Regions from separate parts of the Salmo salar genome. Here region 2 is linked to region 1. The links are chromatin contacts, called in public Hi-C maps. All regions are on one chromosome and are shown on one strand. Each heading gives the region's core, a stretch centred on a gene start, on an enhancer-like site or on the middle of the called end of the contact. The rest is flanking DNA. Distances are from core to core; before and after follow the strand shown.

The links. Hi-C and Micro-C count contacts between places; a contact is called where the count stands out from the background.
Region 2: a contact with region 1 is called in a Hi-C map of gill, with 2.9 times the contacts expected there. The contact joins the promoter of LOC106569317 here to the promoter of LOC106569322 in region 1. A contact is called at or near these places in 2 of 3 Hi-C or Micro-C datasets (gill and muscle).

Annotation. Positions count from the first base shown.
Region 1 is chrssa14:32,537,890-32,541,989 of Ssal_v3.1, reverse strand. LOC106569322 (rho-associated protein kinase 1) reads left to right here and starts at 1,424. Exons shown (of 33, transcript XM_014140558.2): 1 at 1,424-2,392. The coding sequence starts at 2,300.
Region 2 is chrssa14:32,704,553-32,708,457 of Ssal_v3.1, reverse strand. LOC106569317 (E3 ubiquitin-protein ligase mib1) reads right to left here and starts at 2,478. Exons shown (of 23, transcript XM_045694221.1): 1 at 1,436-2,478; 2 at 398-569. The coding sequence starts at 1,664.

The DNA.
Region 1 (4,100 bases), core at 175-2,674:
ATGAGTGTGCAAAGTATAAATACTGGGGTGCAAAGGAGCTAAATAAATAAATAAATAAATAAATAAATAAATAAATACAGTAGGATAAGTAAGTAGGATAGTAGGATAAGATTGGAATGTGTGTTTTCAGGATGTAGTTGCCTACTTTTGAATGTTTTTTTGCCCGGCTTCCTTATGTTGAATTGACATTTCTATTGAAAAGACTGGGATGTCGAACAAGCTCATGAGCTGGGCACTGCAACATAATGGTTGCGTTCCACTGTGACGTTGCATTCATCAACCAATGGTTGCGTGCATGTCATCGACTGTGTCATTGACTGTCAGATTGCTATAAAATATGATATGGTTAGCTGATAGGTAAAGTACTTATCCAGGCGTGGTAAGATATGGCAATGTCTAACACTGCCTCTGAACTTAAGACATGAGGGCGATGAAACTACAGAAAGCCATTCATTTCCAATTGACCGTTGGGCAATGCGAGCATGGGCGAGGGACGTGAACGGCGCAGGACCAAAGTTGTGGAAAGCTGAACTTTATGCAAATACTCTGCGACATCGCGGTGCGCTTGCCAATCGAAGGTCACTATAGCTTCCAGTCCCTACTGGATTGGCTGTTGATGGAAGCTTGCTAGCACCCACAGGAGGGTGAAGTACAATTGCTAGTCAAAACACCAATAGAACAATGAGACAGATATTTCACCGGATGTATATAGATGTGAAGCATCAGCTTCTGTGTCCACTCACTAGTAATATGATAGTGAGTAGGAAGCCGTGGCCGGCAGTGGGAGTAAATGGAAGGATATTCATTTTGGCTGACATTCTGCTAATTTTGTCATCGATGAAACATTAAAGCTCAATGCAGTTTTCTGGTCCCAAATCTATAATATGTTACGATTTTTTTTTTTTTTTTTTAAATACATTGTCTTGAAGCAGTGCAAAGGCAAATTGAGTTATTGTACACATGCACTTCACAGAGTAGGCTTTCTATAACAGAAATATGCAAATAATGCTAGAACGTGCCAATAGGATCTCGCTAGCTTGTGTTGCCCACCTCCTTGCATGTTCCGCCCACTATGACTCATTTGAAACGACGGGCTATGGTCTATCTTGGTTTAGTTATAAAAGATCTTTGGATAAAATGTACGGTAATAGTGCGTTTCCACATAACGTGATGGGGGCGATGATGTTACAGAGCCCTATTCATTTTGGGTGCAATGGAGGGAAGTGAAGTGGACAGGGGGACAGTTGGGTGATTCAGGTATGGGCGAGGGAGCTCACCATAGCTTCCAGACCCTACTGGATTGGCTGTTGATACGAAGCACTACATTGCCTACTCTCTAGCTTGCTAACGCCCAGTAAGGGCGTAGCTTGAGTGGCTATCCGAATTATCGTGTTATATGAAAATCCCCAGAAAGCAGTGGAACGCGACCTTTGTCATCATCGTGATCGCGTGCTCAACAACCCAGCCTGTGAACTCCTTGAACGCGCTACCAGTGTGGCTCATGCGCAGTGCTTGAAATTTCAAAGTTTCTTCTCTGGTGTTTGAACAGGAAGGCGGACATGTTTGTCAGGCAGTGGGGAGAAAATCGGGCATAGTCTATTTTTCGAAAAATAACAGATCAAAAGCCGATGTATCTATGTAGAACCAGCACGATTTCCGTCTGTATCGTTCAACATCAATGGCCGATGACCATGTGAGGTTTACTACGAAAGGACAGTAATGAAATGTTTTAACAAGACCGTGTTTTAAACTGATCGAAATTTGGAAACAAAGTTTTTTTTTTTTTTCGCCACTTCTACTTTGCAGCTGTCAGACTTATTTGACTTTTTTTTGCAAGGGTCTGGCACCGATGGACAGGCCTGGAGTAATGTGGCTAGTTTGCAACCTAACGCCGGATTTTTTAAAAAACGGTTTAATTTTTATAAGTTGATTTTGGATGTATCGTTATCTTTTAAAGTCCTGCACAACTCCGCAGCTGCATCCTGTGGTCGCCGACTAATCTCGTCGATGCAGTTATCTTATTTTGAATTGTTGAAGTTCTCTTCCAAATCTGAGCTGGGGAAACATTTTTCTCTTAAAATGTGGCTTTTGAATATCAAACGTTTCATCGTCTGTGAAAAAACGAGAAGAAACACGTTTCTTTGATTCAAACTGCGGGTTCTACGGAATTGTAGCTAGCTAGCTAAACACTGACTGAGTTCACGCGAAGGGAAGAACATTAGGCTAGCTAACTAGCCCTATAGCTAGATTAACTAATTTTAATTATAACACCGGCGTGGAACTCTACCTAACTGCAACAATGTCTGCTGGAGAAAGTTTGGAGGCTCGTTTTGAGAAAATCGATGCCATGTTGAAGGACCCGAAGTCTGAAATAAACACGGATTGCCTTTTGGTAAGTTAATGTTAGCTAGCCTGACAATGAACTTGGCTTGTTAGCTAATGTTAGCTAATGCTAGCTAACTAACATACGCATGCTAGCTAAGTTTGTGGTTTGTTTAAATGAACGTACTATTTAATTTAACTAATCAACTTGCTAACTACCTGATTGTTATTAACGGCAACTAGCTAACGTTATACGAATAACTAGCTGTATGTAGGCTATATTTGGTAGCCAGTCGTCATCTTGAAGATTAGCTAACCACTTAACTAGTGGGTAGTTAACGTTTGTTAACTAACATTTCTTAACTGGCTAGCAAGCTGAACAAGTGGCATCCAAAACAGCGATGGTAAGTCATATAGCGTTACTCTAGTTAGCTAGGGCATCTATGCTAGCTAGAGCAGGACTGAATAACTATTAATCAACAAAGTTTCATGTCTCATTCTTGTTATAATTACAATTGCCAAATTTCGCTACAGCTATTTTCAAACCAACACCGTTGAAGTTGCTATTGTCCTGTTTGACCCTGAGGGTATTTTGCAGACGAAATAGTAAGACAGAAAGCCAACGTTACACTGTATATAAGTTAGTTGTTTCCACGAAGATAGTCAGTCAATCATAGTGCATAGAACCAGAAAAGGAAATGCATGTCTCAAGTTGAAGTCGTAAACCTAAGTGCAACCTGCAGTGACACAAGTCACTGATTTATTTGTAAATTAATTTATTTCCATTTGAAGATTAAAGGGCCGACAGTGGAACAAATGAGACAGTGTTTGGGGCTGCCTGTTTGATGGCCTCCTTTGTTGTATAATGGGCATTAATTGAGGACACTCTATGGAGAGTATACACGAAAAGTATATATTTATATATCCTCTGAAGTGTAAACTACAGTATGCATCAGGCCTGTTCTAACTTGCCATCCCAGCTGCATCAGTTAACCTGCTCTGGTCTGCCAACCCTGACGATTTCCTGTCTCTCACTCACGACTCATCACTGACTCCTATCAGACTGCCACGTGCTAAACCTCAGAGAAATACCTCCACAGGCTGTACTGTATCAGTGATGCAAATTTTAAAACGACTGTTGAGGTTTGCCCCCCCCCCCCAGAGGAGACAGAGGCTATGTAGTCTCTCGGGCTGGTACTGTGTCTGGCTATGTTCCTATGCATGTCCATTACACTTAAATGCATGCCCAATACACTGCTTCATTCTAAGTGGCATGCAAGTTTGTATATTGGAACATAGCCTTTGTCTCTATCATTTAGAGCGTCCTAGTAAAGCCTGGATGTCTTTGATCCACATCATTAGCAGTTTCTGTGTATTGGACTGACAGTGATTGCTTTAGGCAACAGTATCATATGAGAGGATTAGATAAATAGGCCCCACGTGTGGTTACACTGTAACTAGCCTCTTGGATGAATTGGGTTTTGAGGAGATCACATACACTGTCAGCTTCCTGAGGCCTTTTGATGGATCAATAATCCAGGTGGAGCAATATCTATTGTAACTCAGTGGAAAGTACTAGCCTGAATTTCCTGCAGTTGTCCTCAGCGACAGCAATTGTTATGCTGACGGGTATGAACCTCGTAGAATTATGCAAATAATGTTTGACAAGAATTAAAGGATCCTTCTCTCACCAATAGCTGGGCAGCAGGTATTAGGCCTACTATCAATCAAACAGACAGGGAATCCCATGCTTATTTTGCCAGCCATAGAAATGCAAT
Region 2 (3,905 bases), core at 1,229-3,728, 170 kb before region 1:
TGCTATCATTAAACTCCTCACTAAACCATACATTTTGTCATAGAGGTGGGGCTGAGTTGACAAAGCACCCCTACGCATAGGGCGTGTGTTCCATGTTACCTTTGTTGCAGTCATACTGCGAAGATAATCAGAGGTGCATTCATTACATATTGCGATGGAAGCCGTCTACCGTTTAAAAACCAAGCGGAAGCAAACAGAACAAACGGAATGAAACATGGAGGGACTATTGTTTTGCTGCGAAATGTTTTCTGTTTGGAGTAAACTCTTAATGTCAAAACATTTTACAACTGAATCTGTATAAGGAATACATCCCAGATCTCACAACGCGTAATGTGACTGCATTAAAGATGTCCTGGAATGCAACCATTGGCTTCACGGGGCAGTGGACAGTACTCACCTCTCGCTACCAGGGGTAGTGATCCTGTAGAAGCGATGTCGCAGGTGGTGCTTGTCTCCATGGTAACAGGTGGTGCAGAGGTCATAGTTGTTGCATTCAGCACACTTCCAGCGGATCCCGATGATAGGCTGCTGACGACAGGTGTCGCACATGGTGCCGTCATGCTTGATACCTGAGAGGGAGTGTTAATAAGGCAGTTAGGAAATGGTAAGAAGACGGAGGTATCACGTCAAACCAATCTGATTTAATTTGACGTGTTAAGAAATGATCCCTCTGCCAGAGGCTCTGGGGTCACTCAACTTGCCATCCTCATACCATCATTCACTAACTCTAAATGAAATCAAAGTTTATTTGTCAAGTGCGCCGAATACAACAGGTGTAGGTAGACCTTACAGTGAAATGTTTACTTACAGGCTCTAACCAATAGTGCAAAAAAAAAGGTGTTAGGTGAACAATAGGTACACGGAACAAAAATATAAACATGTAAAGTGTTGGTCTCATGTTTCATGAGCTGAAATAAAAGATTCACAAAATGTTCCTTCTCCCAAATTTGTTAACATCCCTGTTAGTGAGCATTTCTCCTTTTCCAAGTCAATCCATCCACCTGACAGGTTTGGCATATCAAGAAACTGATTTAACAGCATGATCATTACACAGGTGCATCTTGTGCTGGGGACACAATGTGATCATATAAGATCCATAGATTAGGCCTAATTAATGTATTTCAATTGACTGATTTCCTTATATGAACTGTATTAACTAACAGTCTGGAACTCAGTAAAATCTTTGAAATTGTTGGATGTTGCATTTATATTTTTGTTCAGTATAAAAGTGGACATGCCACATGATCTGTATGGAGTTCAGTTTACCCTGTTAGGCTCTTCCATGACGCTAACGCTTGGTGCATTGCAATACTTGATATGTGGTAGCCAAATAACTGTGTAGCGTACACATCAACACTCAAATGCGTAAGCTAAATGAAACACGAAAACAGGAAACACGATGTTTAGGATCACAGTACCAGAAGGCAAACATTACCTGTGGGAGCACTATCAAATATCCTCACGTCGTATGCACCAGAGCACCGGTAGTTGGCTGCAGTCCCGTTATCCCAGACAACAACCACTTCTTCCGGACTTTCAAAACTCCTGACGGTGCCGACATGTCCCTCTCCACCATCCTGTTTTCCCCATTTCCAATCGGGTCCACGGATCACTCTTGCACCAACTCCTTCCATCATCACACGGTTATTCCTGCCGGTAGTCATTTACGAAAAGGTCTCGCAAATTGCCAGCTAGCAGAATGTGCTAGCTTTCTAACTAAAGTTAACTGTGTTCGACAGGATAATTTTGCGACGAAAAATCGGTCTGTTGTCCAGAAGAAGACAATTCAGCAATATCCTGTTAGTTTGCAAGTAGTACGCCGAACTGTGTGGCTAGCCTGCTTACTGTAACGTTCAAAAACAAGATAGCAGACACACGCTAGCGACAAAGGTGTTAGTCAAATGTATCGTAATGTGAATGTTAGACGTTTAGTTTACCAACTAAAAACAACAACAACGCAGTTAACTGGGAAGCAAAGCCAAGATAGGCAAAATGCTAGCTAGCGAGTTAACGTTAGCTGACAAATTAAGCTGTTGAATGGCACGCACTTTCCACTCCACAAGCTGTTCTGTAACGTTGTGGAAACAACTGGTACGCCTCAGTATCCCCTTTAAGTTGTTTTTCGTCCCAAGACCACAAGAAAGTGTCACCCCAAGAGCTTGTAAAGTAGCCACATCGTCACGAAATTGTAGACCTTTGTTAGCTGCTAGCTAACGTTAGCGCTTGTGCCTCCGCAAGAATGCCACCTCCACAAGTTAAGTAACACATTAGCCAGGTAGCGTAGCTTAGTCCTTTTTTGTTGGAATAATTGTTTCCTGCTACGTTTATTATCATATGTATTAGATTTTTTTTCCTCAAATGTATTTATTTTGTCAAATGGCTCGCAGAAGTACACTCAGAATAAAAGCGTCGCCATTATTGTAAATCATCAAGCAGACGGAGGTGGACCAGCGGTCAATGAAGATATTTGGAAAATGAGGGTTTGGCTAGATCGTAGCGTCATTTGACAAATAAAACACTAAGGCGAGGCTAAACAAAATGTTTAAAATGCAAAATGACTGAATTGAATACCTATAATTCCTTGCGAAATTAACTTCCCCTGTTTTAGCCAAATTTTGTTGCACTTTTTGAAGCAGCATAGGCCTGGCCAAAAGACTGCACAGGTGATATTGGCTTCAAACACCGATTTTCACAGGGTTCTGGGTGAACAGTTCACTATGATAATTCAAATATAATGTCTTCCAAACCTGCTCCTATATGCAAACACCAAATCTAGGGGACCACATTTAAAATAGCTACCCAAATGCGGTTTTCAAACATTTAAAATAGCTACACAGACACACAAATCCCCCACCTGTTCATGGTGTAGTGCAAAAAAATGTAGGGGCCGGAGAGAAAACAAAGTTTGTACCGACAGAAATATAATATAATTATAGAATATGCATACAATTGGAGCGTCTGCCTATTGTCTCAATAACATTTTATATTTTTAATACCCTCAAATACCAAGTGAGGCATACCTAATTTCAAAATAGGCCATGGCATCATTACTGTCAATCGCGAATGATAATTCTTCAGATTTTGCTAGTGAAATGTCCGAACCTCGGCTGTCTGCATGCCAATCATTTGATCTCCATCATATTCATGTGAATATGCATTTAGATCTTCTTGAATTACTGTTTCGTGAGCCAGTTAGAGCAGATAGTGTCAACGATCTATATAGCCTTCCTGTATTTTTGTTTCAATCAAGGTACATTCTGCCTAGTGTGTCCTGTCAGCTCCACACCCCTGCAAACGCTGCACGGAACTAGCAATTGAAGCGTACACAACAATTTGGCGATGCAAGAAACGAGATACCACATGTGTGGCTGTTTCATGAAAATCGGGGAATATTTGGCCAAGGAAACATTTCTGGTTGGTCTCAGGGAATGAATGAGTGTACAACAGTTAGGATGGGATACTTTTAAAACGGGATTGAGTGAAGTAACAGCAAACATGTTGAATGAGCAACTAATGAACACAAGTTTGACGAAATTATGTAATATCTTTCAGTCTAATATAATATGGATATTTACTTACTTTTGGAGCTCTTCGACAGATGCACGCTTTTGTAAATATACTGAACATGACATTTCAAAGAGTTTACTGAGTTACAATTCATATAAGGAAATCAGTCAATTGAAATAAATTCAATAGGCTCTAATCTATGAATTTCACATAACTGGGAATACAGATATGCATCCGTTGGTCACAGATACATTAAAAAAAAGTTGGGTGTGGATCAGAAAACCAGTCAGTATGTGGTGTGACCACCATTTGCCTCATGCATTGCCACACATTTCCTTCGCATAGAGTTGATCAGGCTGTTGATTGTGGCCTTTGGAACGTTGTCCCACTCCTCTTCA